7 separate regions of the Mus musculus genome follow, and all the other regions are linked to region 3. Evidence: chromatin contacts called from public ChIA-PET, HiChIP or PLAC-seq and promoter capture Hi-C data. All regions are on one chromosome and are shown on one strand. Each heading gives the region's core, a stretch centred on a gene start, on an enhancer-like site or on the middle of the called end of the contact. The rest is flanking DNA. Distances are from core to core; before and after follow the strand shown.

Region 1 (3,032 bases), core at 370-2,869, 260 kb after region 3:
CAATAGATGTTTGAAATTATAAACCACAATCTGGATGCAGATCGAGGTGGAGGTGGAGGTTTATGGGTAGAGGTAGGGTCCACTGTTCAGAGTAACTCCTCTAGTCACTCTGGGAGTTGTGACAGAGGTGAAGGATGACTTTTGTCTATCCTAGGGGAGGCCACAAGGACTGTAAGCTCCTTGCGCCAAGCTGCAAAGCCATGGTGAATGTTCGCCACATGAAGCAGCTCAAGATGGGATCCTAAAGGATTGGTGGCTTTACTTCTTCAACGAGAGACTGTGAAGACAGAGATCGGTGCCTGCCGCTTCTTTTGTACCAGGGGAGGGCATGGCTGTTGCTGATGGGCTTGCCTGTGACACTGTGTCATCTTGAAGTGGTTATTTATGGATCTAGCCTCAGATCGTGTCTTGGATACAGAACAGATACAGGAGAGAGAGAGAGAGAGAGAGAGAGAGAGAGAGAGAGAGAGAGAGAACGAGGGGTGGGGTGGAGAGGTAGAGAGAGGTGAGGTGGGGTGAATATCTAAGAGATATTCTCGTGCTGGGAGTAAGTAGGTGGAGATACATATCTCTTATTTATTTTTACAAGGACAGTTTCCAAGCTCATCAAATTACTGTAGCCATCCATGCTGTAGCCATGCTAATTCTATGCCTATTCCCACAGGAGCATGGTAGTGAGAGGTGGGTCCAATTTTACAAAACATCACGGGAGTCTGTAGACATTTCTCTGGTATAGGCCTAGACTTTCAAAAAAAGGGGGGGCACTATTATTATTTGCAATCTACCTATCTATGATGGTTCTTTATAGGTCAAATGATTTAAATCTGGGCCTTTAAAGCTCTGCCTGATTTATTTGCGCAAGGAAATCATGTTTTCTTTGGAGCTTTTCAATGAAGGCATAATTACAGAGTTGCAAATACCATGCTCTATTTAAGGATCTGTCAGCATTTCCATAATAAACCTCTATTTTCAGGAGACTTGAACACTGCCAGCAAGACACAGACACTTGGGCAGGGACACAGAGAGAAAGGCAAGCCTTCTAAAACATATACGCTTGGTGGTCTCATCCGGGGACTCCATTTTGATCCAACTCTTTGTGTGTGTTTGTGGCTGCAGCACATTCTTCCTTGCTCCTGTGGTGGTGCCAGTGATGTGCCTGGCATCACTGTCCTCTGCCCAGCAGGATTCAGCTGGAAAGCAGGCTTGGGTGGTAACTGGACGCTGCAGCGCTCTGGGTGGCTGGCCAGCTCCCTTTCCAGACCCCAGCCAATTGCCAAGTTGCACTTCAGCCTAAAGAAGAGAAAAGAGGCAGGGGTGGGCGTGGGGTGGGGAGGGCCCTTGCTACTGCTGACTTTCCTTCTCCAACCCTCTCTGGTTAACTTGTGCATATGATAACTTGGATCTTGAAGGATAATGTATTAATAGCAACATTAAGTATGGTTTGAGTGTCTGGTATGTGCCCAGCACTTTCCAAATATTGAATTTGTAAACCTTATAATGATCGTGTAGAACTTGTTATCCCTGGTGTTCAGATGATGAAAATAGGCAGAAGAGGAGGGGGGCACTGTGGAAGAGGCACAGGCTTGCGCATATGCACGTGCACACAACAGAGCATCTAGCGGCAGGAGGTGGGAACCACCAACCAGGAGAAAAAGCCTCGTGATCAGTCACCTCCTGAGGCATGGTTTCATGGGTTAGCAGGATTCTGGCTGAGGTTTACTATTTTATTTATTTATTTAGCCAAGTGACAAGTCTATATTCTGTATTTCACATGAGTTATGCCTTTCTCAGCCATACCCCAGCAAAAAGTGAGGGTTTGTTGTTGTTGTTGTTGTTTTTAAGGCTGAAGATGAGGCGAGAGGTTATATAACTAAGAGGTGGCAGGCTTCTTGCATCTGGAATCCTGGTTCCTGACCATTCTGCTTTATGGCTTCCCAGGAGCCAGTCTCCCTCCTTTTGGGAGCTACAATATGAATGGAGACAGAAAGTTGAGACTTGGGACCTTTCTGCCCTACGTGGGAGAGCCTGTCTCCAAATTGCCCATGGCTCCTCTCCAGGAGTTTGTACGCTGACATTTTGCAGAAGGGGAACAGGTAATAGACACACTCTGGCACAGGAGCTTCAGGGACAGGGATGGAGGGGAGACCACCCTCCCTACTGTGTTCACAGCCAGCTCTGGGGAAACTGTTTTGTAAACTCTGCTTCCCTTGTGGGTGGTGCGATTGAATTCTTCTCTCTTAACTTTTCTGGGACTGGTTTTGAGTTGCTAGTTCCAGCTGAAGCTGGAAGTGGTAACATAGTCCAGCAAAAAAAAAAAAAAAGAGGTTGAAGAATTTTTTTTTTTAAACTAAGAAAGCATTCTTCCTGTTGGAGAGATGGTTCAGCAGTTAAAAGCCCACACCGCTCTTTCAGAGGGCAGGGGTTCAGTTCCAAGAATCCACACATGGCTGCTCACAGCTGTTTGTAACTCCATTTCCAGAGGGATCTGGTGCCTCTGGCCTTCCCAGGCATCTATACCTGTGTACATGCATGCACACGCATGCACACACAGGGACACACATATACACAAAGAAACTATCTTGTGGTGGCTACAGAGTAGTTTGGAAGGTGAAGTGCTTGTCTTACAAGCATGAGGGTCAGAGTTCAGTGCCCAGAACCCTCATAAAACACAGGGTGGTGCAGGCTAACCGTCCCAGCACTTGGGAAGAAGAGTAAGGCTCCCTGGCCAGTCAGCCTAGCCTAAGCAGTGAACAGAAGGTTCCAGAAATACTCACAAAACCAAATGAAATAAAGTAGATGGGAAGCCAAGAGGAATGACACCTGGGATAGTATCCTCCATAGATACAGGCACATGTGTGCATGCACACAGACACACATGTATGCACTGGCACACAGATGGATAAGCCTAGGCACCTATACATATAGCCAAAACAAAACAAAACAAAACAAAAACACCAGAAAAGGAAAGCATCAAATATTTCCATTTTTCTGAAGCACAATCCAGTGCCCAGGGGTCACAGGCCCTCAGCACT
Region 2 (2,730 bases), core at 26-2,525, 300 kb after region 3:
GTATTTTATCTTTGGCTACAAATACCAACAGTTATTTTCTAGAAGGTACCTGTGGAGAGACCCACACCCAAGTTAGCATGACTGTCTATAAGGAGGCAGTGTCTCAAGTAAAATTTGGTCTGCGATACAATAGCCAGATACCTAAGCTAGCAACTCACACAATGCCACACACAGTCTCCTTTGAGTCAACGGCTCTATTTTGGTTGATGGAAGAGGGCTTTATGAATATTCTTAGAGAATTGAAGAACTGTGCTCAAGGACCTAGACCTAATGGAATTATTCATTTACATAGTACCTCCAGGAGTCATGAAACTGAGACCTTTAATCAGTGAATGGGTAGCGGGGGGTCTAGTGACCACCAATGCCATCAATGTGGGTAAAAGGCACATTGGAAGTACAGGACTCTTGGGGGAATTTAATGAAACATGGTATTGTTACAACTTCAGGTTCCACATCACAACTGACTTTTAGAGAGTATTGCTGGTTTGATTCTGATGTGGCATCAAACAGAACACCTTCAATGAAGTGAAAGCAATGTGAAACCAGTTCTTCCTTATGCAGCTGTTATCTGAGTGGGACCACATCTGGAGAGACGCATACAGCACTGTCCTCCCTTGCTTTCATGATTCTGGTACAAATGCCAGCAGCAAATCGGGGTGGCATGAGAGGGTGACAATACATTTGTGTTGTCCTGAGAATAGTTTGGCTATATCTCAGACCTTCAGGGCTTTAGAGCATATTCATAATGGCTAAAGGACATAGAGATTCAAGTCATGGAGCTGCATATAGTGTGCCTGTGTGTGAACGAAGAGGGTTACAACTACAAGGAGAACTGAGTGGCGAGTGCGAACCTTGTGTTATGTGGGGGAATAGGCACCCAGGAAAGAAGAACAGCAAGGGTAAACCTGCAGCAGGGGCATGTGTTCTAGCCCCAGATGTGGCTATGGGAAGCTGTAGAGAATGAAGTCAGAGTGGATATGAGCTAGGTTGTATGAGTGCCTCCAGAGAGGTCCTAAAGATGGAGGGTTCCATGTCAAGAGAGCTGGGGAAGCCTACGAGTCTGTAGGCAGGGGGATGGCACAATTTGCCTTTTCGTCGGCTGTAACTCCGGTTGGAGACAGAAGTGAGTTAAGAGTGGGGACTTATATCATCTAACAGGGCTATTCCAACAGTGAGAACATTATCTGTTAATTACAGACTAACCTGAAGTAGAACATTTGACTAAGCCTTTGCTCACCGGGCCAGGCAAAGGCCATCTTACAAGAAGGTGGCTTCCAGAGTTGAGTCATCCACTTTGTATACAAAAGACAATGAATATGATTCATGCCTAAAAACAGGCTGAAGCGTAGTGGCCTTTTTACCCGGGAGTGTCCCCACTTATCGTAAGATTGCTTAAAGTGTTAGGAGCGGGCCTGTTAAAGGAACAATGCTTATGACCCTGAAAAAGGGTCTTGGTCCCATGAAGTGTGTACCAGTCCATTTTCTGTTACTATAGCAAAAGACTGGAGGCTGGATACTTACTAAAGAAAAGAAACACATCTAGATCGCAACTGTGGCCATTAGAAGGTATAACATTAGCTTATCACAACCTAGATGAGGGCTCCTGCTGCTTTGTTTCTTAGTAGAGGGATCCTAACTTTCTGTGTCCGTAAGAGTGTGTATATGTATATGGTTGTGTGCGTGTGTGCATGTGCGTGTGTGGCATGTGCGTGTGTGGCATGTGGAAGCCAGAGGATAACATTGGCTGCTATTCCTCAGTTGCTGTTATTTTGAGACAGTGGCTTCCATTGTCCTGGAGCTTGCCAAGTAGGCTGCTTGACTAGCCGGCTAGCTAGTGCCAGAGACTTGCCTGTCTCTGCCTCCCCAGCACTGGGATAACAAGTGCATGCCATCTTTATGTGGGCTCTTGAGGGAGCAGACCAGGTCTCAAGCTTTGAAGGCAGTAACATTACTGAATTAGCTCTCATGCCAGGATCTCACAGCTAAGATGCTGCTTATAAAAACTAACCAGGGCCCCTTAAAACTATATTTCAAAGATGATGCACCCTATGACATAATGACTTGCCCTAGACCCCAACCTGCTCATACAGATATCCAATAGAGGACACAATGAAGATATATTCAAACTGTAATAAGGCTTTTGGCTTCTGATAGCAGAAGTCCTTGGTGGGAAAGGGGTCCTATCAACCTGATCCTTGAACCCTTCTATAGAAATATTTGTGGAGGCTGGAGCAAGGGCTTGTCTATGTTCTCTAAAAGAGAACAAACAGTCTTTTCATAATAGGAAGTCAGGGGCTCGAGAGCCAGCTCAGTCAGTAATGAATTCAAGCTCCAGAGTCCACGTGAAACAAGACAAGTACTTTAAATTCAGCCCTGGGGAGACAGCATCAGGTGGGCCCCTGGGCTTGCTGGCTGGCCAGCCTAGCCTAACTGTGAGCCCTAGGTCCCAGTGAGAGATCCAGGGTTTGTCACTGTTGTTTGTTTGTTTTTAAAGGTGGGTGTTAGAAAAACTGGATATACACCTGCAGAAGAAAGAAATCAAATCCACACCACTGACCTTGTACACAATTAACTTTAAAGCAGATCAAAGACCTGAATTTCCCCTCTGAGGTAATGAAACTGCTGGACAGAAATAGGGGTGCTCTTTAACAGAAAGCTTTAGCAAGACCTTTCTGAATAGAATTCCAACTCCACAGGAACCAGTCCCAGGAATCAACTAGGAATTCCAAA
Region 3 (2,700 bases), core at 96-2,595:
CTCTCAACTTTTTCAGACCTGTGGGATCCCATGCAATAAGCACCATGCCTGTGTGTCTACTTACTTACATTGTAATTAATTTGCTAACCAATTAAAAAATCAAGCTCATCAGAGCCACCTGCACCCGGTGGTTACCATATTGGTAGCCCATAGAGTATAGCATTTCCAGCTTGGCATAAAGTCCCCTTGGGCAGTGCAGCCGGAAAAGGGTGGGAAGCTTGCAATAGTATGGTTAAAGTAAGGTCTGGTTGTGCAAAACATTATCTTAGTAGTCATATTCCGCCTCGCTGGAACACGCAGAAATTCTACCAGTTGTTTCTTTCTTTAAGTAAATCTTTTAACAGTGAACTAACTCAAAAATACTGAGAACTCAGGTTTTATCCCAGATAAATATGTACTGGTTTCTTCCTGAGTCTACTAATTCCAAGGACATAAAGCTAATTTTAATCCGGGTGTTCAGTAACAACACTGCTACTGGGATCCTGTCTGACCGTCAAATATATTCCACTATCCCTATAACTCTTATCACTTGTCACATCAACTAGCCTGACTTCCAATATAGAAGGCAAGATGACAGACAATTTCCTTGGAGCTCAAACGTAATTAATCACAGCTGGCGTGATACAAGCTTTTAGCACACAGATCTTCTCCCATAAACCTGAGTTTTGAGCTAGGCTGCGATGATCCCCATCTATACCCCCCGACACCACCGGCTAAATGATTTATTTCCCCAGGGGTCCCAGAGGCGAGCTCTGACAGCAACATCTCTGTGTCCTCTGTCCCTCAGCCTGCATGCACACTGCACTTCCTTCCACTACCACTTCCTAGCTTCCTAGCTTGCCTTCTTGGAGGACTTCCCACCCATTTGGGTGACAAGCCTAAACGGTGCCTCTCCGCCCGGCCCCGAGGGCTCCCCTGCCTCACGCCCACCGACAACGGGGAGGAGCCACGGGGCACCCCACGCTCGGCGGCCTGCATCCGGCTGGGCCCGCAGCCCCGGGCCAGGCATTTGGCTGCCACGACGTCCCTCAAGTTCCCATGACCTCGCCCCACTCCCCGCCGCCCCCACGCGCCCCCACAACCTCTGCTTAAGACACGTGGAGGCACGGCTGCGCGTCCCGCGTGGAGAATGAGAGGGGACAGAGATGGCGCGGTGTCTGCGGCGGCGGCGGCCCCGGGACACGACGGGCAGGGGGGCGGGGAGTGGGGGGAACCAGAGATTGTAGAAAGGGAAAAGGTGACTGAGCTAGGCTGGAGGGGGTGGGGGTAAGATGGCGAGAGCGCCACTATGAGGGGCGGGGCGGGGGTAGCGGAGCCTGGGGTGACTAGAGGGACGGGCCAAGCCGTGCGGCGAGAGCGCATGCGCACCCGGCTGGCCAGCGCGCGCGGTCGCGGGCCTGCTTCTTCTACTTCCGCCACACTCCGGGGGCGGGGCTTCGCGCTCCCGCCTCGGCGTACGGAGCGGCCCGCAGCCACGCGGCGGAGCCTCAGAGCGGGAGTTGTGATGAGTCGAGTGAGCGATCTGGCAGAGGAGCTGGATTTGGCCTGTGGTGACTCTGCAGACCGTAGGAGTGAGCCCGAGGAGCTAGGATTATTGAGAGTCGGTGATCTGCACTGGGAGAAGGTCTATGCAAGCTTCTCTTCAGGGGTTGGTCAGGTGACCAGAATTGTTTCCAATGACAAAGGGGCGCAGAGTTAGGAAAGACTCTCTCCTCAGAGAAGCACTGTGTGAGGACTCAGTCCGTTCTAGGACCTGGGAACACCCACCTACCCACCCCTACCGGCCCTTGCGCAAAATCGAAAGCCTGTGAAAACTCATCTGCAAAGTTACCCCACCCCACCCCCGTTCCTTTCTACAAAGTTCCATTACTTTAAAAAGCATGCTTTAGTTAATAACTTTCACTATTGGGGAAGCTTTATAAACAAGCAGTGGTGATTTTTCCTTGCACCACTTATATTGAATTGTATGTATGACCTGTCTTCCCGTGTTTGATGGTTGCAGGTGTAGTACCTTAATGAACTGGAGACAATTGTGTGTGATGTTTTCACTCGGCTGTTTAGAAAAGAAAATATCCACTATCCTACCATTTCAAATATTATTTTTATTATATTATTTTTACTATTATTATTTATATTAGTCACTTTTTTCGCTAGGGTTTTACTGCTGTGAATAGATACCATGACCAAAGCAACTCTTAAAAGAACATTTAATTGTGGCTAGCTTACAGGTTCGGAGGTTCAGTCCATTATCAAGACAGGAGCATGGCAGCATCCAGGCAGGAATGGTGCAGGAGGAGCTGAGAGTTATACATCTTCATCTGAAGGATGGTAGTAGAAAACTGGCTTCCATGCAGCAAGGATGAGGGTCTTAAAGCCCACACCTACAATGACACACCTACTCCAACAGGGCCATACCTTCTAATAGTGCCATTCCCTGCGCCGAGCATATACAAACCATCACATTCACCTTTACCAGGTCTTTTCAAGCACTACTTACTTCATTAATGTCTTGCCTATGAATGTATGAGTTCTGAAATAATCCTATTTGCTGAGTGTCTTTAAAACAGCCATTCATCTGATCATCTCCTCTCTGGATTGCAATTGTCTTGTGCTTAGTCCTCTGTAACTGCCAGACACTTCAATATTTGCCAAATACACTTCCAAGAGTAGATTTAGGATGTGGAGGGTCAACATGAAGTG
Region 4 (2,745 bases), core at 2-2,501, 390 kb before region 3:
CTCCAATAAACCTCTGACGCGTGGAACTGCTTTGGCCTGGTGTGGTCTGTCTGGACCCATTAAAATGAGTCCCCATTTTAATGTATCAGTGACAGCATTTCCAGGAGAGCAGGTGGAACAGGGAGGAGCTGGGACAGCGACAGTGGAGGATGCAAAAGGCACCCAGTCATGCCCCAGGGTAAGAAGTCCTGCCCCTTCTCCACAGCCCCCAGTCAGACAGGAATCCCTGAAGCAAAGAATTGCTTTCTGAGGGCTGCGTGCAGGGGCCCTGGCCTTCTTCCTCTTGAGACCATAGGAGTCTGCCTGCCTTTCTTAGTTTCTTATTTGTGTTTTCTATGGCTTTGGTTCAGATAAATAAGAAATGAACATGGAGAGAGACGCATGAACCTAACCTCTGGCTGTTTTGGTGGGTAGAATCTAGTGGGGTGAGTTGTCAAAACATTTCAGGGCTGCACGGACCATGTGCTGTCTGTCTCACAGTGGCTTTATGAATGCTTTCTGTTTAGAAGGAAGAGCCTTGGGGCTCAGCGTTCTCTTAGCCTATTAGCGCTGATGTTCTGGGGGAAGGAGACTTGGAACCCAGGGAGGAAAAAGCAGGCAGAGGGAACGAATAGTGTCAGCTGGGGCATGATGGCTGTCAGGAGGGAGGAATTCCTCACATGGTGTATTAGTCAGGGTTCTCTAGAGTCACAGAACTTATGGACAGTCTCTAGATAGTAAAGGAATTTATTGATGACTTACAGTCGGCAGCCCAATTCCCAACAATGATTCAGTCGCAGCTGTGAATGGAAGTCCAAGGATCTAGCAGTTACTCAGTCTCACGCAGCAAGCAGGCGAAGGAGCAAGAGCTCGAGCTAGACTCCCTTCTTCCAATGTCCTTATATTGTCTCCAGCAGAAGGTGTAGCCCAGATTAAAGGTGTGTCCCACCACACCTTTAATCCCAGATGAAAGGCGTAGCCCAGATTAAAGGTGTGTTCCTTAAACTCAGAGATTCAATCTTCTGGAATCCATAGCCACTATGGCTCAAGATCTTCAAACCAAGATCCAGATAAGGATCTCCAAGCCTCCAGATAAGGGTCACTGGTGAGCCTTCCAATTCCGGATTGTAGTTCATTCCAAATATTGTCAAGTTGACAACCAGGAATAGCCACTACACATGGGTAATCCACAAACCAGAGGGCTCTGAGGTGAGAGGCAGCACCCAACAGAGAAGAGCTCCGCACAGTGCTGTTGGAGGATTGACAGCACAGAAGGTGCCTGCTCACTCTCCTCTCCCCGACTCTGCCCTTCTCAGGGCTGCCCTGTCGCATATGGACCTCATCCAGGTAGAGTGAAATCTTGCATCCCTCTGGCTGTAGAAGTTGCTGTGCTAGGTAATGAAATCTTTGTTGTTGCAGATTCCAAAAGAAAGAAGGCGAGAAAGAAGCTAGCCCTTCAAGTGTGCTTTAAGAGCAGCGAGCTGATGGGGAATGCATTTCCCACAGCAGAACAGGATGAGGGGATTTGTAAGTGAGGCTCCAGCAGCTGGTCTCTGGGGGCAGGGTGGCAGCTGCCGTGTGTGTGTGTGTGTGTGTGTGTGTGTGTGTGTGTGTGTGTGTGTGTGTGTGTGTGTGTAAGGGGACTCAGGCAGAGGGATAAGCATCTAGTGGGCTGAGCTGTCAAAACATTTCAGGGCTGTGCAGGCCACGCGCTTCTGCAGAGAAAATTCCACAATTATGCTATGAAATATGCTGTATTTTTTCCCCTACAAACCCCAAACTTTACACCCACATAAAAGCTCTCAGAGTCATTTGACATGCATAGGCGAGCAGACAATCTGTCTGAACTCACATTGCAGAAGCTTAACACGCATTTGATTTTGTATTTCATCGATTCCCCCCCAGCGTCCCTGAAGAATAAAAGGAATAAATAGCAGAGTCCATTTGATGGAAGAGATTGGCTAGAGGCCAGTGAACATGAACATGGCAATCCAGATGGATTCAGGAGCCTTCGGGCCCTGTCCACTGTCTGGGCTCGTCCTGAGGCCTCCACACTATTGGCTCAACCCTGAGATTCCCTTCCACTCTGTAACAAGGCTTTGGCCATGTGAAACTGTGACCCTGATATCATTTCTCCCTCTCCCTCTTCCTCTCCCCTTTCTCCCTCCTTCTTAAATGAGTCTTTGTGGTTGAGGGCATTTCTTTTTTTTTTTAATAAACAAACAGATAACAACAAATAAATAGACAAATATAATAATTTTATGTGTATGAGTGTTTTGCTTGCATGTCTGTCTGTGTACCACATGTATGCCTGGTGCCCATGAGGTCAGAAGAGGGCATGGGATTCCCCAGAATTGGAGTCATAGGTGCTTAAGAGCTGCCATGCAGGTGCTGAGAATCAAACCCTGGTCTTCTCGAAGAGAAGTCTTAACTGCTGAGCTGTCTCTTTACTTCCTTACCTTGACATTTTCATAGGGCAGAACTGCTTTTGTTTCCCTGAAGACAGACTGCCCATGGGGGGAGGGGCAGAGGGGGGAGGGGGTGGAGATGGAGGGGTTGGAGGCTAGTAGTTAGTCCCGCAAGTAATTCTTTGGTAGTGTTCAGGTGAAGGACTTGTTGGGATGGGGTCAGAGCATGCTAAGGCATTATAATGGTTTGAACAAAAGTGGTTTCCATGAGAGTGGCACTAATAGGAGGTGTGGCCTTGTTGAAGTAGGTGTGGCCTGGTAGAAAGTGTGTCGGTAGAGCATGGATTTTGAGATTTCA
Region 5 (3,123 bases), core at 205-2,704, 340 kb after region 3:
GTGTCAGAGCTGAAGATGGTCATGTTTTTTAATTATTAGACTAGTTGAGAATGTGCCAATATGCCCATAAAATAAATGGCTGATCAGATTACATCTTAGAGAAATGAAGAGCGGGAAGACTGGAGCATGACCTTTCTACAAATTCTCCTTCTCCCCTGCCTTCCCCCATTTCCCCACCCCATTTCTGTTTGAGGGGGTTTGTTTTGTTTTGTTTTGTTTTGTTTGTTTGTTTTTTTTTGAGATAGAGTCCCACACTGTAGCACAGGTTAGCCTTGAGCTCAAGCTGCCCCTGCTGCCTTAGTCTCCTGACCCCTGACACCTCTCTATGCCCAGTGAAATTTCATATTTCTAAGTGGGGTCTTTCTGTTTGTAAAGATGAACTTAGCACAGTGGATGTGAGAATACTTGTAGAAGAAGATGTTCTATGGGTACCAATCGAACGGAGAGACCACAGTCAGGGGACTCTTGGTTCATCTTAAACTGAAGAAAAACATGTTAAGCTGAACTCGATGACTGTAGTTGAGGCTGGGAGTGAAGAGCCGTGTGTTGCATGTCCCATCTGAATATTTTCAGTATAAAAGAAAAACCTCAGCGGGGCAGCTATTTCTTCTTGGTTATGACCCTTGTTATACCAATAGCAGCATAATTCATGGTGCATTATGGGGGAGAGAGAGAAATCCTACTACAAATGCCCATCTGACCCTGAGATAACTTACCTTAACATGTGTGTAGGCATCACGTCACATTTCCATGTAAAATATAGATACCCTGCGTGATACTTAAGTGAACCCGTTATAGGTTTCTCTTTAATGCGTTTTCAGTCAATGACTTCTAAGACATTTGACATTATTTCTGGGGAGGAGATTTCCTGCCTCTTCCACAGCATTGATGAAAATCTAGCTGGGAACAATACATCTTCTGTGAAGCTCTCTCCACAGAAAGTAGAAGAAATAAATCTCTCTTCTCAGCACTGGCTCTGAAGGCAAGCCGAGGAGAGCACAGGGCCTTGGGAGGATTGACACTCAAGGGGAGAGGGGAAAGGCTCCTCAATATGCAACAGGCTCAGGGGACCTGGGGAAAGAAGTCAGTCTGGGGTCTGCTGCGGGGCACTGTGAGGGTCTAAGCCAAGACAGGAAGAGCACAAACCCCACCATTAATAAATGTGTCACTCTTACCTGTCAAGTGGGCCCCTTCGGTGAGAGTCACAGTGGTGTGAAATACAGAGCTTACTTGCCTTAACTCCTCATTTTATGGGCTGGAGGAAACCCATCAGCCAACTAGCCATGTGAAATTTGCTCGATGCTCCTGGCTCACCGAATGGTTAGAGATGAGTCCCAGGCCCTATGCCTTAGGTATTTTCCTTGCTGCTGTGGCAAAAATATTAGACAAAATGAGAGCTAAGGAAGGAAGGGTTGGTTTATTTTGGCTTGTGGTTTGAGGGTTCAGTCAATCATGGCATCCCCATGGCAGTACAAGTGTAAACTGACCGCTCACACTGCATTCCTAGGCAGGAAGCAGAGAGATCTGAATGCTTGCTCCACTCTCTTAATCGTTTTTTGTTCAACCTAGAACCTCAGTCCATCGATGGCACTGATCATGGGGCATCCTACCTCAACTAACCTAATCTGAACTCTCCCACACGGACACAGGCCCAAGAGTTGTCTCAGTTTCAACCACTACACTCACCAAGCCTCAGAAACAATCCTTGGGCAGAAGAGTGAGATCTCTAGCGAGGCGTATCTGAGATATTCCACAGCATTGATTTTGATGAGCCAGTCAGGTTCAACAGCAAGGGTAGACATAGGGCAGACCAATTATCTGAGCCGACGGGTTTCCTTTGTGACCTAGGACATGCCTTGGTGCCATGGTGCGCATGTGGAAGTCAGAAGACAACTTGTAGTAGTCAGTTTTCTCCTTCTGCCATATGGTTGTTGAGGGATGAGACTCGTGTCATCAAACTGGGTGGCAAGTATCTTCACCCACTGAGCCAGAACCTTGCTGTCTTTCAAAGAGACCTTTCAAGAGATACTTGATGCTTGATACTAATCCCCAAATATCCCTGGCTCCCCAGCAGATCTGCTCCTCTTTCCCTTTTCATGGTAGTGCCCATCTTTGTGTACACTGACCTGTTTACATATTCATCATGTCATCATGTGACACTCCCTGTTTGTATGTACAGTTCCTACTTTCAGGAATTCTGGCCCTATAATGTGTGGCACATAGTAGGTGGTTTTTCAGTGTTTATGAATTCAGAAACAAATGAAAGTATTTGGATCAGGTATTAGGCCAGGGCTTTCTCTAATCCTGGATGCATCTCCTCTAGGCAGGCTGTATCATTGCCACTTCACACATGGAAAAAAAAATTCAAGGCTTAATGAATTTAATGGGTTGCTGGAGGCTGTCTGGGCAGCTTGGGGAAAGAGTCTCCTAAAGGTCACTGGCAAAGGTGCAAAGGGAGGCTAGAAAGCAGTTGCTTCTTTACCCTCCCTCTCCTGTCCCCTCTGTGGTCCAGGTCTGGGCTTCCAGAAATTTCTTTTGAAGGAGAAGCCCTGCACTCTGTGGTTCTTGAGGCCCTTTCTGGCTTTGCTGTGGGTTCCTGCAACCTGAAGTTCCAAACAGAGGCATTTGCTAATTTCCTGAAGAAAGCTGCAGGAAGTCTTGTCCCTGGGTAAAAGCTGTTCACAGTAGGTGAGAAAAGGGGAAGTTTTCAGACCACCACACACTTGGAGGTTTCATTTTCAGTGTTGTGTGGAGCTGACAAACAAACCTGAGTTGGCTCTCCTCCCTGTTTCCCTCCTGCCCTGGCCCAGCTTCCCCCCCCCCCTCTTTTCCAGATTCCTGTGAGTGTTTGGTTAACTTTATCCCCTCCTGTGTTATTGTTGTTGTACCACATATTAATGCAGGGCTTCTGTAGCCGGCAGAGTACGGTTGAGTTACAGTAACAAGCTACAAGCTGGAGGAAAGGGCTGCGGTTTCTGGCTGGTCCTGTCCCAGATATCCACCCTCACATCTGGATAAGCGATCATGTGACAGCTCAAAAAGCCAGCAGCATGTCCTGGAGACCATAAAAAATGGGGTCTGTTAAATTAAAAAGGCTTTAACTACTGGCTCAGCTGGTTTGGG
Region 6 (2,939 bases), core at 122-2,621, 320 kb after region 3:
CTAGGTCCATAGGCTGTCTAGTCTCTGGTACTTGGTCACCCAAGCAGTGTCACATATGGGTTCCATCTCATGGGGTGGGCCTTAAGTCAAATAAGTTATTGGTTGGCAACTCCTATAAGCTTTGTGCCACCATTGTCCTGGCTTTCTTGCAGGCAGAACAGCATTGTAGATCAAAGCATTTGTGGTTGAGTTGGTGTTTACGTTTCTATTTGGTAGCTTGCAGAATAGCGTTCTGTACCAAAGACACTAGACTGTAGGTGTGATGTTAGCCTGATTTCTTATATCACTCATGCACCAAGAATGTCACCACCCACAGTGGGCTGGGCTCCCGCACATCAATCATTAATTGGGAGAATAATCTATGGACGTGCATGTGTGGAGATCTAGGTAGAAGAATGTTCTGAATTGAAGTTCTTTCCAGATAACTCTAGTTTGTATCAAGTTGACAAAAACCTACCCAGGACACCTTGATACCACAAAAGTCAGAAGGAACTGTAGCACAATTTCATTGGCAAGACCATGATGTCAGGTGACACCTCCTGAGTGCCTATCATACTAGGGGCCACAACACTTAGTACTTTTACCCAGCTTAGGCCAATGAAATTCCAATGAATTTCTAAAAGTAGCATGATGGTCCATGTTGATTTTCAAACTGACAGCATTAAAAATCACCAAGGAAATGCAGGCATATCTGTGAGAGGCTTTCCAGATTGGGAAATTGGGATGGGAAGATCCACTGGGCATATGAGTGGCACCATTTGTTGGAAGGTCTGGGGCCCCAAGCTGAATAAAAAGGAGACGTGAGCTGAGTATCAGCGTTCAGTTCTTTCTGCTGATGTTTCACACACTCAAATGTAACATTAGAATGTAACATAACGACACTATGTTACAGGTGCCTCAAGCTCTGGTTGCCATGACTCCCCCACCCCACCCCTGCCATGATGGACTGTGTTCCCTTGAACTGGGAAGCCAAATCAAATCTTCCCTTAAGTTGCTTTGGTAAGGTTTGGTTTTTTTTGTTTTTTTGTTTTTGTTTTTGTTTTTGTTTTTGCCACAGCAATAAGAAGAGTGCCTAATACCACTCATCCTTGTATTCTAGAGAAGATGGATCGAGGTGAGCTGTCTCTGCTTATTTCAGTTGAAGCTGGGATTTAAGCCAGTTTGCCCTCAAAGCCGGGATGCTTCTCTTTCTGCCCCCTGGATCTCATAATGAACACTATGACTATTTGTTCCTCAATACTTCGTGGCTGTGTTCTCCAAAAACTACTAAGCTTTAGAAAATATTTTGAAAATCCCCACCAAGGTAGACTGAAGCAACTATACCACACTTTGCTTGAGAATTTCCCCCATGACGGGGATGAGCCCCTTCTCACCAACATCCAGCTCATGAGCTCTTGGCTTGCTTTGAGACCACAGAGCAGGGCAGGTGCCTCTGGTTCCCATGGAAGCTGTGACTTCAGAGGCCTCTCTTCTCAGCCCTTCTCCATCCTCTCCTCTCTGCCCAGGAGAAAGGCTGGCCCTGGGGGATGCTGAGAAACTAGATGCAGGCTTGCCTTTTAAATCAGGAGTCCTTACATCTTCAAAAGGACATTACAAGATAAATAGCGTGTCCATGGCTTCTTATTGAGATGTTGTAAAGGACTCACCCTCTCGTCTTCTTTTTCTTCGAGGATGCAGGGGTGGAGGTGGGTGGGGGTGGGTGGGGGCGGAGGTGAGGGTGGGGGGACTTTCTCTGGGTTTCTCCCTCTAATGCTACACTCTCCTTCAATAGGAAACAGGAAGGGAGAAATCACAGAAGTCGGAAATTCTAATGCACTTTTTCTCTTGTGTCAAAGGCTGAGCAAGCCCCAGTCACTCTCAGAAGATGGTGAGAGATTACAGACCCAGGTGCCAATCTGTATTTGAAGAGAAAGATTTTAAACATCACTGTCAACATGAAAAAGAAAAAAGAAAAAAGAAAAAAGAAAAAAAAAAAAAAAAAGGAAAGGGTGAGGGTGTTGGGCCAGGAAAGCAGAACTCTACTTTTCGTTCTTTTGCAGATGATCTCAGTCCTTGATGTCTAGGAAGGGAGAGGACTGGGGAGGGGCAGGGAAGGGGAAACCTCCTCTGGGTTAAGGAGTCTTTTAAAACTGTTGATCTTGCCAGGTTCCAACTTCCGACAGCAGCTAAAATAGTGTTGTCATTTGCAAGCGGGAAGGGACAATTCCTCAGGTTAAATGCACAGGAAGATCGCAAGGGGCTTTCCTGTACCTGTGCAGGGGCTTGGAGCTGCAACCCAACGAATCACGATGAGTGGAGGGTGCATTTGGGGGTCCTGAAAGGATGAAAAGACACATTTCCTCCCCTCAGAGTCTGCACACTCCCAGTGACTAGCTCAAAGAAAGCTGCCTCTGTGCAACATCCCCCTCTGCTGGATTCTTGTGTGGAACACAGCACCCTATAGCCCCGCTGCTGCCCGGAGAAGCTCAGCTGAGCCTGTCTGTTCATTTACACTCACCTGGGGTTGGCCAAGCTGATATCCCTTGCCAGACCCACTATAGCTTTGCCTGCGATGAACTGTTCTTCATCACTCTACCTAGGAAAGATAAGACACATTTCCCAGTGCTATGTGGGTGCTGGGTAGCATCGAGAGTTAGAACTTCAAAGGACGAGGAGTCTCTCAGAGAGGGAGAGCTGCTCCCTGAAGGCACACAGCTGTGAAGAAAAGAAGCTGGGCAGGGACCTCCTTCTTCTGCCTCTCTCTTTAGAACTCTCTCTTGCGACAGAGGAATTCATAAATGTTCATGGTAGATGAGTTTAGAGCTTTTGGTCGTGGAAATCACAGGACCATGTAGGGACAGGTGGTCCTTCTATCAGGCTCTCGTCCTCTGGCTGTGCATATCAGGGAGGAGGTGATATGGCTTTGATTTCATTGTGGAAACGGAATCAGAGTTGGTCTG
Region 7 (2,777 bases), core at 258-2,757, 340 kb before region 3:
TGAACTCAGAACCTCTGGAAGAGCAATTGGGTGCTCTTACCCACTGAGCCATCTCACCAGCCCCTGTTTACTACTTTTTAAAAACAAAGACCAGACAGCCTCACAGGAGCTATCTATATACACTGTATATTTAAAAATATTTGCATTTCTGATGTTTTTTAAATAAAAACCTTAATCTGGAACATTATTTTTGAATCTCAACTATTATCATGTGTGAAGGCACTCCCTTTAGACATGACCCCAAAAGGGCATTTCCAGAAAGTCACACTTGTGAGTTTAGGCAGTAGAAGGTTTCTGCTTCCTTTTTCCTTACCTACGGGGCCACATCAATTTTCCAGAAGAGAAGCTATTTACTATCTTTGGGTTTATTTACTTTTAAGTTTGCTAAAGTACAGGGGATTAACAACAACAACAATAAAATCCCACCCAGGAACTGTCTGTGTATTGCTACCTGATTGAGAGTTGGGCCTTATGTGTAGAAAGTGTGTCATTTACTGGCACAGCCCTTCAAAGATTTCACTATTATGATTCCACATTTATACTTTAGCTGTGTGTATAATCAGTATCTTTAAGAAATAAGTTTATGCTATTGTACAGAATAAATATGAGAGCCCTGTTGTGTCTGGCTGACAGTCTCATAAGTCCAGGGTGGTAAAGTATGTGTTAAGGCTTCGGGAATCACAGACGGTGACCCAGGACAGTCATTTGCTTGTCTAGGCCAGGCTCGTTTGCATCTAAGTATGTGACAATTCCCAATGGCCCTCACAGCTGCCTTCTCTACTGTGATAATAGGTGACACTTTAATCTGAGGGTATAGTTTATGGAAGTATCATTTGTGAGATTTTTCTTCTAAATTTTATCTATATCACTGTCTATAAAATTTTGTCGTACTTCTAATTTAGTCTTGTTCAATGGGCTAGGGGAAGAGCCCACGTGTAGGAAAGAGAAAAAAATTAAAACTATTAATATTGAGCGACTATGGGCACATCTCGGCTCGCTCAGGAAAGACACAAAAGACCTTGTTTCATTTTACCTTCAGCTTTCTGGACGATGATGAAAAGTGAAAGTGATTATGTGAGCTCCCTGGGCAAAAGCAGATTTTATAAATAATTACCTGTCAGACAGTTCAAGATAGACAAACATACAGCAGACCAACACAAACACAGAGCTGTCGTGTTCCTGAGAGAAATGTGCGCTGAGTCTTCCCTTCCCGGGACTATGAGGAGATTAGGTAGAAGAAAACGAAGGGGAAAAAGAAAACCTTGCATTTTTTACCTGGTGCAGTTTTCAAATATATAATGCGGGGCAGAGAAGGGTTTTCAATGGGAGATCTCAGCCCCTGAAACTTTGAGATCTTCTGGCAGATGGAAACCAAATACAATAAGCTTGCCATTTCCAGCATAAGGATGCTTACTGCAGGGCTATAATTTCCCATGATTAGGGACGCCAAGGGCAATGAGAGTGACGATGAAAAGAAAAAGCATAATCATACTTTTCAATAAGCGCGGGTGGAACGTCAGAACCCCTCGGCAATTTTTGATATTAAATATCTGCATTTTTTTTTATAACATGTACATTCTTCTTCCTGAAAACGGTTGTTACACATCAGGTAAACCACAGCGGGGAACGGCACGGCACATCAGGGCACAGCACACTGAGGCTCAGAACGGTTTGTTCGCACAGGAAACTTCTGCTCTTGCTTCTCTCTCTTACCCGGAACACTTACAGAACGAAAGACATAACTTCCTCCTGCTCGATTCATATTAATCAGGAGCTATGCCGGGGCATCTGCTATATTTTGGTTTGTTCCCAAGAGTTACACTTCCTCGTTTACTAGAGAAAGTACGGATGGCAGAGGGGTAGCTTGGCAGCTCCCAGCAAGCAGTGCTGGATCCCCATCAGGGGTAGAATCTGCAGGGTTAGGATCCTCGTGCTCCCGATTTTAAACTGTGCTATGAAAGGGCATGGAAAGTGTGTGTGTGTGTGTGTGTGTGTGTGTGCACGCGCGTGCGCATAAAGATGGTCTCTTCAGTGACTGAGGTGATGGGGGAGGAGGGAACAGGTGGCTTGTCTCACCAGCAGAATCTCTGATGGGTGTATGTTTATAAAGTAACTATGTTTCTAAAATGCACACAGAGACAATCAACAGTGTTGGAAAGCACAGTTGGTGGGTCAGTGGGAAGGGTACACTGACTCATCTAAATTTTGTCTCTTTTGTCCCAAATCTGAATCATAAAAATGCATCATATAAAAGGCAGACTAAACACTGGAGGGGGAAAAAAACGCACAACACCGCTTTTAAGACTTAGGAGCTGAGGGCAGCAAATCTGTGCCAAATTCAAACTCCAAAATTGTGTGATGTGCATTTCTGTCCACCTACACACCATCCCCAACATCCTGCCATTAATTAGGCAATGGCCCATTCAGTAAACAAGGCTGAGGAGGATGGGGAAGAGCTGTAGTCAGACGGTTGAAGAGTCAGAAACAAAGCAGGCCACTCCCTAGGGCAGGAGAACATAAAATCCTATTTTATTTTCCGGCAGGACAGGCAAGAATGACCTCGGTGAACCACTCCCTCTTCGTGGCGGCAGGCACGGCCATGGTCCCCTCAGCAGGCCAGGAAAGCCATCCCACTCCTTCGGTAGGCACTCTGTCAAAGACAAAGAAATCTGCAATGAATTATCGCATCAAGTCGAACAAGGAGAGGAGGCAGAGGCTTTCTTCCTGTTTTGTAGACTGCTGGCTACGAGCTAATAGGACACTGAATATGAATATTT

Evidence for each region. Promoter capture Hi-C pulls out the DNA fragments that hold promoters and counts their contacts. ChIA-PET counts read pairs in DNA pulled down with a chosen protein or histone mark. HiChIP or PLAC-seq counts read pairs in DNA pulled down with a chosen protein or histone mark.
Region 1: an H3K27ac HiChIP or PLAC-seq map of SST interneurons shows a contact between it and region 3, with 4 times the contacts expected there. The contact joins the enhancer-like site here to the promoter of Supt3 in region 3. A contact is called at or near these places in 1 of 39 promoter capture datasets (hippocampal neurons), 1 of 484 Hi-C or Micro-C datasets (bone marrow-derived macrophages), 4 of 115 datasets of contacts at active chromatin or transcription factors (SST interneurons, embryonic forebrain, fibro-adipogenic progenitors and 1 more) and 1 of 9 other capture datasets (adipose tissue).
Region 2: a FOXA1 HiChIP or PLAC-seq map of pancreatic cancer cells shows a contact between it and region 3. The contact joins the enhancer-like site here to the promoter of Supt3 in region 3. A contact is called at or near these places in 2 of 39 promoter capture datasets (cranial neural crest and neural stem cells), 2 of 484 Hi-C or Micro-C datasets (the 3T3-L1 cell line and pancreatic cancer cells) and 9 of 115 datasets of contacts at active chromatin or transcription factors (T-cell acute lymphoblastic leukemia, bone marrow-derived macrophages, effector CD8 T cells and 5 more).
Region 4: a promoter capture Hi-C map of hippocampal neurons shows a contact between it and region 3, with 9 times the contacts expected there. The contact joins the enhancer-like site here to the promoter of Supt3 in region 3. A contact is called at or near these places in 9 of 39 promoter capture datasets (the 3T3-L1 cell line, cranial neural crest, embryonic stem cells and 4 more), 2 of 484 Hi-C or Micro-C datasets (the N1E-115 cell line and pre-B cells) and 6 of 115 datasets of contacts at active chromatin or transcription factors (embryonic basal ganglia, embryonic stem cells, forebrain and 3 more).
Region 5: a contact with region 3 is called in an H3K27ac HiChIP or PLAC-seq map of acute myeloid leukemia, with 5 times the contacts expected there. The contact joins the enhancer-like site here to the promoter of Supt3 in region 3. A contact is called at or near these places in 8 of 39 promoter capture datasets (the 3T3-L1 cell line, the C10 cell line, HPC-7-derived erythroid cells and 5 more), 1 of 484 Hi-C or Micro-C datasets (nephron progenitors), 8 of 115 datasets of contacts at active chromatin or transcription factors (acute myeloid leukemia, bone marrow-derived macrophages, embryonic forebrain and 5 more) and 2 of 9 other capture datasets (adipose tissue and macrophages).
Region 6: a contact with region 3 is called in an RNA polymerase II ChIA-PET map of memory CD8 T cells, with 10 times the contacts expected there. The contact joins the enhancer-like site here to the promoter of Supt3 in region 3. A contact is called at or near these places in 14 of 39 promoter capture datasets (the 3T3-L1 cell line, 3T3-L1-derived adipocytes, the C10 cell line and 9 more), 2 of 15 datasets of contacts at CTCF or cohesin (large pre-B cells and pro-B cells), 8 of 484 Hi-C or Micro-C datasets (the 3T3-L1 cell line, the HPC-7 cell line, bone marrow-derived macrophages and 5 more), 22 of 115 datasets of contacts at active chromatin or transcription factors (the 230-238 cell line, the NIH/3T3 cell line, T-cell acute lymphoblastic leukemia and 15 more) and 2 of 9 other capture datasets (adipose tissue and macrophages).
Region 7: a contact with region 3 is called in an H3K4me3 HiChIP or PLAC-seq map of the 230-238 cell line, with 4 times the contacts expected there. The contact joins the enhancer-like site here to the promoter of Supt3 in region 3. A contact is called at or near these places in 7 of 39 promoter capture datasets (the 3T3-L1 cell line, the C10 cell line, the HPC-7 cell line and 3 more), 2 of 484 Hi-C or Micro-C datasets (the N1E-115 cell line and liver) and 11 of 115 datasets of contacts at active chromatin or transcription factors (the 230-238 cell line, acute myeloid leukemia, astrocytes and 6 more).

The regions. Positions count from the first base shown.
Region 1 is chr17:44,518,863-44,521,894 of GRCm38.p6, reverse strand. It overlaps a transcript of Runx2 not described here. Among named protein-coding and RNA genes, the nearest start is that of Runx2os3, 42 kb to the left of the region's middle. Within about 2 kb of position 1,619, at least 20 of the 459 cell types and tissues checked have an H3K27ac peak or open chromatin away from gene starts, as enhancers often do. A contact at or near this core is called in SST interneurons, where this site is marked.
Region 2 is chr17:44,474,671-44,477,400 of GRCm38.p6, reverse strand. No RefSeq gene overlaps it. Among named protein-coding and RNA genes, the nearest start is that of Runx2os3, 86 kb to the left of the region's middle. Within about 2 kb of position 1,275, at least 19 of the 459 cell types and tissues checked have an H3K27ac peak or open chromatin away from gene starts, as enhancers often do. A contact at or near this core is called in pancreatic cancer cells, where this site is marked.
Region 3 is chr17:44,775,811-44,778,510 of GRCm38.p6, reverse strand. It overlaps Supt3 (SPT3, SAGA and STAGA complex component), which reads right to left and starts at 1,345. Exons shown (of 12, transcript NM_178652.3): 1 at 1,083-1,345. It also overlaps a transcript of Runx2 not described here.
Region 4 is chr17:45,168,332-45,171,076 of GRCm38.p6, reverse strand. No RefSeq gene overlaps it. Among named protein-coding and RNA genes, the nearest start is that of Gm35097, 22 kb to the right of the region's middle. Within about 2 kb of position 1,251, at least 36 of the 459 cell types and tissues checked have an H3K27ac peak or open chromatin away from gene starts, as enhancers often do. A contact at or near this core is called in forebrain and hippocampal neurons, where this site is marked.
Region 5 is chr17:44,432,557-44,435,679 of GRCm38.p6, reverse strand. No RefSeq gene overlaps it. Among named protein-coding and RNA genes, the nearest start is that of Runx2os3, 130 kb to the left of the region's middle. Within about 2 kb of position 1,454, at least 24 of the 459 cell types and tissues checked have an H3K27ac peak or open chromatin away from gene starts, as enhancers often do. A contact at or near this core is called in acute myeloid leukemia and pro-B cells, where this site is marked.
Region 6 is chr17:44,455,328-44,458,266 of GRCm38.p6, reverse strand. No RefSeq gene overlaps it. Among named protein-coding and RNA genes, the nearest start is that of Runx2os3, 110 kb to the left of the region's middle. Within about 2 kb of position 1,371, at least 36 of the 459 cell types and tissues checked have an H3K27ac peak or open chromatin away from gene starts, as enhancers often do. A contact at or near this core is called in the NIH/3T3 cell line, bone marrow-derived macrophages, effector CD8 T cells and 3 more, where this site is marked.
Region 7 is chr17:45,119,016-45,121,792 of GRCm38.p6, reverse strand. Supt3 (SPT3, SAGA and STAGA complex component) reads right to left here. Exons shown (of 12, transcript NM_178652.3): 12 at 2,503-2,650. The coding sequence ends at 2,609. Among named protein-coding and RNA genes, the nearest start is that of Gm35097, 27 kb to the left of the region's middle. Within about 2 kb of position 1,507, at least 88 of the 459 cell types and tissues checked have an H3K27ac peak or open chromatin away from gene starts, as enhancers often do. A contact at or near this core is called in the 230-238 cell line, the HPC-7 cell line, the N1E-115 cell line and 4 more, where this site is marked.